Regions from separate parts of the Sus scrofa genome. Here region 2 is linked to region 1. The links are chromatin contacts, called in public HiChIP or PLAC-seq maps. All regions are on one chromosome and are shown on one strand. Each heading gives the region's core, a stretch centred on a gene start, on an enhancer-like site or on the middle of the called end of the contact. The rest is flanking DNA. Distances are from core to core; before and after follow the strand shown.

Region 1 (4,540 bases), core at 1,440-3,939:
ATTACCATATATGACAAAAGAAGCTTTTTTTTTTTTTTGTCTTTTTGTTGTTGTTGTTGTTGCTGCTATTTCTTGGGCCGCTCCCGCGGCATATGGAGGTTCCCAGGCTAGGGGTTGAATCGGAGCTGTAGCCGCCGGCCTACGCCAGAGCCACAGCAACGCGGGATCCGAGCCGCGTCTGCAACCTACACCACAGCTCACGGCAACGCCGGATCGTTAACCCACTGAGCAAGGGCAGGGATCGAACCCGCAACCTCATGGTTCCTAGTCGGATTCGTTAACCACTGCGCCACGACGGGAACTCCAAAAGAAGCTTTGAAGATGTGATTAAGGATTTTAAGATGGGAAGATTATCCTGGGTTGTCTGATGATCCCAAAGTAATCACAAGAATCCTTGTAAATGGAAGACGGAAGCAGAGTTCAAAGTTTTTAGATATTCGGCTGTGGGCTTTGAAAATGGAGAAAGGGGCCACAGCTCAGGGATGCAGGTTACCTCTAGAAGTCAGAAAAGGGAAGGGAATCATTCTCCCCTAGATCCTCTGGAAGGAATGCATCCCTGCCAACACCATGATTTTAGCCAGGTGAAATGCAATTTAAACTTCTGACCTCCAGAACGCCACCTGCAAGTGGCCCCTTCCGTCTTCAAAGCCAACAGTGGAGCATCTTCAATTTTTGACTTTCACTTCTGCTTCCATCATATCTCTTTGTCTGGGTCTCACTCTGCTGTATTCCTCTTTCACTTAAAGGGGCTTCTGTAATTACATCGGGCCCACCAGGATAACTGAGGAATCTCCCCATCTGAAGTCCCTTAACTTAATCATACCTGCCCATCCCTTTACCATGTAAAGTAACATATTCACAGGTTCCAGAGATTAGGACCTGGGAATCTTCTGCCTTCCATACCCAGCTTGGGTGAAGCTGGTCAATAAGGATGAAATGGAAGGAAATGCAGCCATGGAACTGAACATTCATGAGCCCTAAAAGCCATGGCAAGGATTTTACATTGAATTCTGTGATAAAATCCCTACCAGCATGAGTGAAATTATGATTTGTACTTTATAAAAATAATTTTGGGTGCTGTATGGCAAACTGACTATAGTGGAAGCAGATAAGCAAACTGGGAGGCTTTTGAAGTACACTAGGTGAGATATGATAGTGACTTGGATTAGGGTGGTATGAGTAGAGGAGGTGAAAAGGGATTAGATTCATATGTGCTAAAAATCCACGAAAAGAGGTAAGGATGATTTCAAGGCTTTTGCCTTGGCAATTTGGTGCATAGTATTATAGTTGATGTTGTATGCTGCAGGAAGAGGCTGATTGTTGTGGAAGAAGTAAAAATAAATTTGAAGTGCCTGGTAGATATCCCACTGAAGGTAGTAAGTAGGCAGAAACATGTATCATACACCAATCTGGAATTAAGGGGAGAGGCAGGTTGGGAGATAAATACTGGAGAGTCCTCGATCTGCAGATGATAAAGCCTCTGACTTAGCGAAAAATGACCATATTATTTATTGCCCAAACCGATACATATTCTTTTCAATTTTTAATTTTGACAATTTCAGGCTTACAGAAAAGTTGCAAGAATAACTGAATTTGCATACACCGTTCACTCAGTTTCCCCTAATGTTAAAATTTTTATTACAGTTGCTTTATCCTTTTTTACTGCTCTGCTTTTTTCTATGTTGACATTTTGGGGGGGAATCTCTTCACTGTGTGAAAGTGAATTGCAGATATGATACTTCTCTACTCATATATTATTCAGTGGGTTTATTCCTACAAAAATGACAATCCTTTTACATCAGTGGTTCTCAAAGCACAGTTCCTGGGCTAGCAGCAGCTGTATCACCTGGAAACTGTTAGAGACCTAAAATATAGGGCCTCACCCTAGATCAACTGATTTTGATAATTTTCCTGTGGGTATATTGGGGAAGTTAACATCTTTCGAAACTATTTCCCAATTTGTAAGCATTATTTATATTTCACCAATTGCCCTGGTGAATGTCTTTGATACAAAAAGTACCAAATGGGACACAGTTTTGTGATTAAAGGGGGCCTCTATGAAGAAAAAGTGGTGAAAGTATACTTTTTCATAATAAGGACACTTGGGGATTAACTGTTAGAGAGCCAAGAATGGAATTCATTAGGAGCTCTGGAATAGAAGGCTCACTCTGAAGGAGAAACAGCATCCAGAGAGGAAGGAGAGTGAAGGACTACTGCTGAAAAGAGGGAATGGTCAACAGTAATAAATGCTACCAAGAGGCTGAGTGGAATCGCCTAAAGAATTTTGTAAGTGAAGGTCTTTAGTGACATTGACAAGAGACAAATGGCTTCAAAAAAGGAAGATAAAGTGGACACAATATACAAAAATTATTTTTAAAAGAAGCAAAGCTACGGAGGGGGATATAGGGTTAAAGATTTTGTTCCTTTTAGGTGGGGCCTCTTACATTATGTCGATTACTGGTGGGAAATATTCTTTGCAGAACAGTCAAGGACGTTTACTAACAATGCCTGGGGCTCACCCCCAGAGTCTGATTTAACTGATCTGGGGTGTGGCCAAGTTCAGGTGATTTTTTTTTTTTTTACTTGATTCCCAAATGATGTGGACATGCAGTCAAGGCTGTGAACCACGGCTAGAGGAAAAAAAAAAAAAAAAAAAAAATTGACGCGGGAGGGCGTACCTCCTAGTCAAGACCTATGCACCTGAGGAATGAAGTATCATGGTGTCCCCGCCAGCAAAAACGGCCAGCACTGCTTGAGTTATCAAATCTTTTCAGTTACACTACCCAATTTTTCCTACAAGCGTCCATACGGCAAGTGCAGAGCTTACAGCAGTAACTCCACTCTCCGAGAGACAAGAAAGGAAGGAGGAAAAACGGCCTCGCCGCGGCCCCCGGGAGCCTTGGCTACGGAACCTCCCCGTCGCCGCCTCGCCCCACGGTGGCCCTAAGGCTCCGGCACCGCCGCCGCACCCCAGCGCGGGTCAGCAGTGCGCACGCGCAGGAGGTGCTGGGGCGTTTGCTCTCCCGCCCTCTGCGGGAACCGCCGGCTCCTCCCTCCTCGGACCTTCTCCCCGACCGGCAGCGCGGGAGGGAGGCCGAGATGGCAGATGAGATCGCCAAGGCTCAGGCCGCCCGGCCTGGTGGCGATACGATCTTCGGGAAGATCATTCGCAAGGAAATCCCAGCCAAAATCATTTATGAGGATGACCAGGTAGGCACCCGGCGCTGCCTTGCTCGTGGGCTGAGGCGAGACAGGCGCCCGTGGACACGCGGGTTTCCTCCGAGGGAAAAGAAGGGAAGGGTCGGGGGCGCCACGGAGAAGGGAAGGCACCCGGCTGCCTCGCGCGGCCTGGGCCGCGGGCCCCCAGCCAGCGGGCAGGGCCCGGTGGCTCCTAGGCGGCCGGCCGGCGCGTGCCGGCGCTCCGGTTACGCGTTATCAGCCCCGGGCGCGGGCCGGGCCGCCGGCACCCGCGGGCCCACATGGCGGGGTCTGGGCGCGTGCGGGGGGCGCGCGCGGGGTCCTCCGCGTGGGCGCCAGCCAGCTCCCCCTGGGCCTCGGACCTCGCCTGTGTCAGGAATCTGACAATCTCGCCCGCGCTCTGCCTGACAGGGAGAAACCCGATCGCTCCTTGACTCGGGCCCAATCTCCGCGATCTCCCGCGCACAGCCGGCCTGCCCAGCTCTCCCGGGCGCCGCTCCGCGGCTCTGCGCTAGGCGGCCTGGGCGCCAGGCCTGGGGGCTGCGGAGGGCGCGGACGAGCTGGGCCTGGGCGAGGGCTGGCCAGCGCCCTCCCACCCCCGACCCGCCGCGGACTCCGGAGGCGACAGTGGGCCTGCAACTGGGATTTGCTTTCCTTTGGCCCCTCCCTGGAAGAATGGCTCCTTTTATGGTTTACAGGAAGCGGTTTTATGCCAAGAGATTGAAGATAGAGTTTTTGTTGACCTGGCTGTAGGTGAAATTGTTTTAGAAAGGACGAGTTGATTTGACCTGGAGACATCTTGTATAAAATTTTTAGTGAGCGATAATAACGGGTTTGAATCTCAGATAAAGCAGGACAGGAGGTAGGCTGATTTAGATAGAAGTTTTGTAAACTATTTAATACATTTATGAAATATGGAATATAAGGAAACATGTTACTAGCAGTGTCCTTAGAGTCAGAACATCTAAGATTTAATGCCTCGAGGTAAATTTACTCAAATACCTTTATTTGTCAGGAAAATTCTATTTTAGAAAATGTGTATTTCTTTTAAAGTATTTTCAGCTGCTTTTAGTAAATGATTGTTGAAATATTGACTTTTGAACGATGAAGTCCCAACAGTATAACAGCATGAAGCCATCTAAATGATACAGCATTTTGTACGGAGTACCAGGTAGAATGACTCCTGAGACAGTTAAGCAAAGATAGCAGCTTCCACCTTCACTAGATTTAAAACCATTCAAGTGGTATGTAATTTGTCTAAATGTTACTTATCTTCTTCATTTCTACAAAAGAAAATATCTCTTAAATAGCTGAGTAAAGTGGGAAGAAGTCAGTGTTAGTC
Region 2 (4,300 bases), core at 1,084-3,583, 88 kb before region 1:
TCTCATCACAGACTTGTAGGAAATTTTCTTTCTTCCTTTCTCCCCTTCCTTCCTTTCTTCATTTTTTTTCCTTTTTCAGGGCCGCACTTGCAGCATATGGAAGTTCCCAGGCCAGGGGTTGAATCAGAACTACAGCTGCCGGCCTTCGCCACAGCCACAGTAACATGGGATCCAAGCCACGTCTGCAACCTACACCACAGCTCACTGCAATGCTGGATCTTTCACCCACTGAGCGAGGCCAGGGATTGAACCAGCACTCTCATGGATCCTAGTTGAGTTTGTTAAATCCTGAGCCAGGAAGGGAACTCTGTAGGAAATTTTCTTAACCTCTTTGAGTTCCAGACTACTTTTTTTTTTTTTCTTTTCCCTTTTTAGGGCCGCATCCACGGCTTATGGACGTTCCCAGGCTAGGGGTCGAATGAGAGCTGCTGCTGCCAGCCTCACCACAGCTCACAGTAACACTGAATGAGGCCAGGGAGAGAACCTGCATCCTCATGGATACTAGTTGGGTGTGTTACCACTAAGCCACAATGGGAACCCCCTGGACTACTTATCTTAAGATAGTTAGGAAAAATAACTATCTAATAAGATTTTTGGAAGAATTAAATGAAATAATTCATGTAAAATCTCAGTTCCTGCAGCATAGTAGGCAGTCAACAGTTTATCTCCATGACCAGAATGGATTTTTTTTATAACTTCTTTGCAAAGTTTCCATAGTAAAAGTAACTAAATTATAGCATATATAGGAGCAATGCTATCCTACAGAAATATAATGCATGCCACACTTGTAGCCACATGAAAAAAAGTAAAAATAAGCGTATGAAACTAATTTCAATAATATATTTTAACCTGATATACAAAAATACTGTCATTTCATCAATATAAAAATATATTAATATTTTACTTTTTTTCCCCTAAACCTACAAAATTTAGTTTAAACTTTTTACGCTCAGTACAGCCATGTTTCCAGGGCTCAGTAGCAACATGTAACTAGTGGCTTGAGTATTGGACAGCTCAGTACTAGACTTCTAAATGAATATTTTAATAAATTCTCCTTACTCATTATTAATTCTAAAATAAACACGAAGAAGTGGAAAATAGATAATTATGGATGTATGAGAACACACATGCACACATACCACAGAACACTCTGGCACATACCAAACCCAGATGATTTGGGGGTTTTTTGTTGTTTTTCTTTTTTAACCATCAGTTCTCAGTTACAATGAGTCACACTTCAATCAGAGGATCAGGTGTTAGTGGTACATGGGTTTCTAATTTCAAATTCCAAAACACACCACAAATCAGAGCTACATAGCCAAATTAAAGTAATACAGGCAACTGTGATAGCTAGGTTAAAACAAAAGCCTATTTTTAACCAAAGAATACATGTTGATTTTTAAAGTAACTTTAGTAAAATATTCTATGTTTATTTCCTTTGCTTGTTCCTTGAAGATACTGGAATAGACTTTTGGATTTGACATAAGGCTGTTTTTTTTTTTGTTTTTTCTTTTTTCTTTCCAAGTCATTATCTCCATTAGGTGAGAATGAAGACTAAAGCAATCAGAACTGGTAGAAAGTAGGAGCAATGCACAGCAGCCACCTCAAGACTCACATAAAATCTGTGACACTTCTACTAGGATCTTCAAAGATGATTCAGACAGTGATCTTGCCTCTAGGGTGGATACACTCAGAAAAAAAAAAAAATAGGACACATCTAAACGTGTAAGATGAAGCAGAACACAGAAAGAGAATGAAAAATACCAAAAACACCCCACAAGTACTTGTAAGAATGGGATCCTTTTCAGTGGATATTAGGGAAGGTTTCTTAGAAAAGCAACCTTTGTGAGAGGTTTTAAAGAATGGTCTTTAAAGGTTGGCTCATAAGGCTCAATTCAACAGGTACTGGTTGCCTACCTACTGGGCTGCAGGCCCTGTTGTAGGCAGAAGGGAGTCAGTGATGGAAATCTGTGCTAAGCTTTGGGATGGGGGTGAAGAATGGTGAAAGACAAGTAAAACCAGCAATGCAGCACTGCTCTGGATTCCAGCCACTCTCTCCACCTCACGCTACCTCTGACATCCCTCTGCTTCGGATGTCCTCCTGGGCTCTGCCCCTTGTACCCACAAACAACTTCTTATCTCTTCCCCGTTTCTGACCTTTCATCTAGAAGATGAGTCTTGGTCTTACCTCATTCTCCTATCAGCCTGGCTGTGGGGTCAGGGCTTCATTCTCCGACCCCTACCCTGCAGCCACGCACGTGTAGATTCTGCCCACCCCCTGCTCCGGCTCAAGGTCTAGTCAGGAAGCTGCAGCATCAAGAAGCTGCCACCACAACTTCCGGCTCCAGCCTGACGCTGGTGTGAAGAGGAAGTTGGGCACAGTTCACTAAGTATTATCACAGAGAGAGTTCTAGTGGAGGACCTTTGACTTGGCCTGTGAAGATGCAGAAAGGATTCCGAAAAGAGCAGACGCTTGAGAGGCATTATCCAAGCATTAAAAGAAGGAGGACATTTGGGGGGCAGAGAAGAACATGCATGAAACCGGGGAGAGATGAGAATGTGATGCTCTTAGGGAACTGGAGAATGAGTGCAGGGTCAGAGAAGGGTTCCTGTGGGCACAGACAGGAAATGATTCTGGACCAGCAGAAAGAGACTAGCTTACGCTAAGGAGTTTGGATTTATTTAGGAGATGATAAAAAGTAAAGCAGAAAGACACATGTATTAATGACGCTGCTTTAAAAAAATAAAGGGACATATTTATAGGGACATATTAATGTATCACGCATAGACTTTGAACTCAACCTATTCTCATTTAGATAACTTCTTTGATAAGCTCCGTGTCACCTTCAATCATAAAGGGTAGTATGTGAAAACCTGAGATGGAATTATAGTCCCTACGTGATTATTTCATGCTTATCTGTTTGCTTTTTCTTTCTATCTTTTTTTTTTTTTTTTAATGGCTGCACCTGAGGCATACGGAAGTTCCCGGGCCAGGGACTGAATCCCGGCTGCAGCAGTGGCAGTGCAGGATCCTTTAACCCACTGAGCCCTCTCCGCAGTGACCCAAGCTGCTACGGTCAGGTTCTTAACCCATGGCACAACAGTGGGAACTCCTTATCTGTTTGCTTTTAATAAATCATCAGTATTATAGAGGCTGATTTCTTCCGGGCTAATTTTCCATTAATCTGAACAGCTTTTTTTTTTTAATTAAATAAGGTTATCTCCTTATGAACAATAATTGGACACACAGAGATTCAGTGGTCAATGTTAATCCCACGAGTTATTCTGCTATTCATGTATTACCTCTTAGACTTTTTTTTTTCATTTTTGTCTTCTATCACAATATAGAATTGCATAGTCTACTAAGAAAATAGGTTAAAAATCATGAATATATCCTAAAAAAGAAAGGAAAGTGACCTATTTGGGTGGGGGACTAACACCTTGGCAATTTGACAAATTATGGAAATTTCTTAAATGGAGAAAAAAATAAAAGGTTTTTTATAAAATAGCTACTTTAGGAGTTCCCCTGTGGTACAGTGGGTTAAGGATCTGGGATTGTCACTGCAGTAGCTCAGGTTGCTGCTGTAGTGCAGCTTTGATCCCTGGCCCAGTATATTCCACATGCCCACAGGTGTGGCAAAAAAAAAAAAAAAAAAAAAAAAAAAAACAACCAAAAAACCTAGTTTAATAAAAAGAGTAATTGCTACAGTGATCTCTTGGTTTAGAAAATTGAGACTCAAAGGGGTTTATTATAGCTTCCTGTTCCAGCAAGACCTGACTAACATATTCTTTTGTCAGTCAAAAATTACTCAGTTCTATTTTTATATTCCATTAACACATAAATTTCAAATCAATAATATGTACAAAATAATAAGTTCTCAATTTGCTAAGAATTCTGATAAGCAGCTATAATGTTGTTCATTATTTTTCACTTTGTTTTTATATAGTTTTATGCATCTCTATTTTTTTTTTTTTGTCTTTTTGCCTTTTCTAGGTCTGCTTCCACAGCATATGGAGGTTCCCAGACTAGGGGTCTAATCGGAGCTGTAGCCACAGGCCTACGCCACAGCCACAGCAACACGGGATCTGAGCCGTGTCTGCAACCTACACCACAGCTCACGGCAATGCCGGATCCCTAACCCACGGAGCGAGGCCAGGGATTGAACCCGAAACCACATGGTTCCTAGTCGGATTCAATAACCACTGAGCCACGATGGGAACTCCATGCATCTCTATTCTTTAAAAGTGCTTTTCTAAAATTAACACACTTTTTTTTCATAGTTTTACATTTACAGAAAAA

Evidence for each region. HiChIP or PLAC-seq counts read pairs in DNA pulled down with a chosen protein or histone mark.
Region 2: a contact with region 1 is called in an H3K27ac HiChIP or PLAC-seq map of alveolar macrophages. The contact joins the promoter of CDC42SE2 here to the promoter of HINT1 in region 1. A contact is called at or near these places in 2 of 5 promoter capture datasets (fetal liver and liver), 14 of 47 Hi-C or Micro-C datasets (alveolar macrophages, blood, embryonic fibroblasts and 7 more) and 2 of 2 datasets of contacts at active chromatin or transcription factors (alveolar macrophages and skeletal muscle).

Annotation. Positions count from the first base shown.
Region 1 is chr2:133,473,962-133,478,501 of Sscrofa11.1, reverse strand. HINT1 (histidine triad nucleotide-binding protein 1) reads left to right here and starts at 2,689. Exons shown (of 3, transcript XM_005661623.3): 1 at 2,689-3,210. The coding sequence starts at 3,100.
Region 2 is chr2:133,562,048-133,566,347 of Sscrofa11.1, reverse strand. It overlaps CDC42SE2 (CDC42 small effector protein 2), which reads right to left and starts at 2,333. Exons shown (of 6, transcript XM_005661625.3): 1 at 2,189-2,333. The region is part of intron 4 of LYRM7 (complex III assembly factor LYRM7); the gene reads right to left.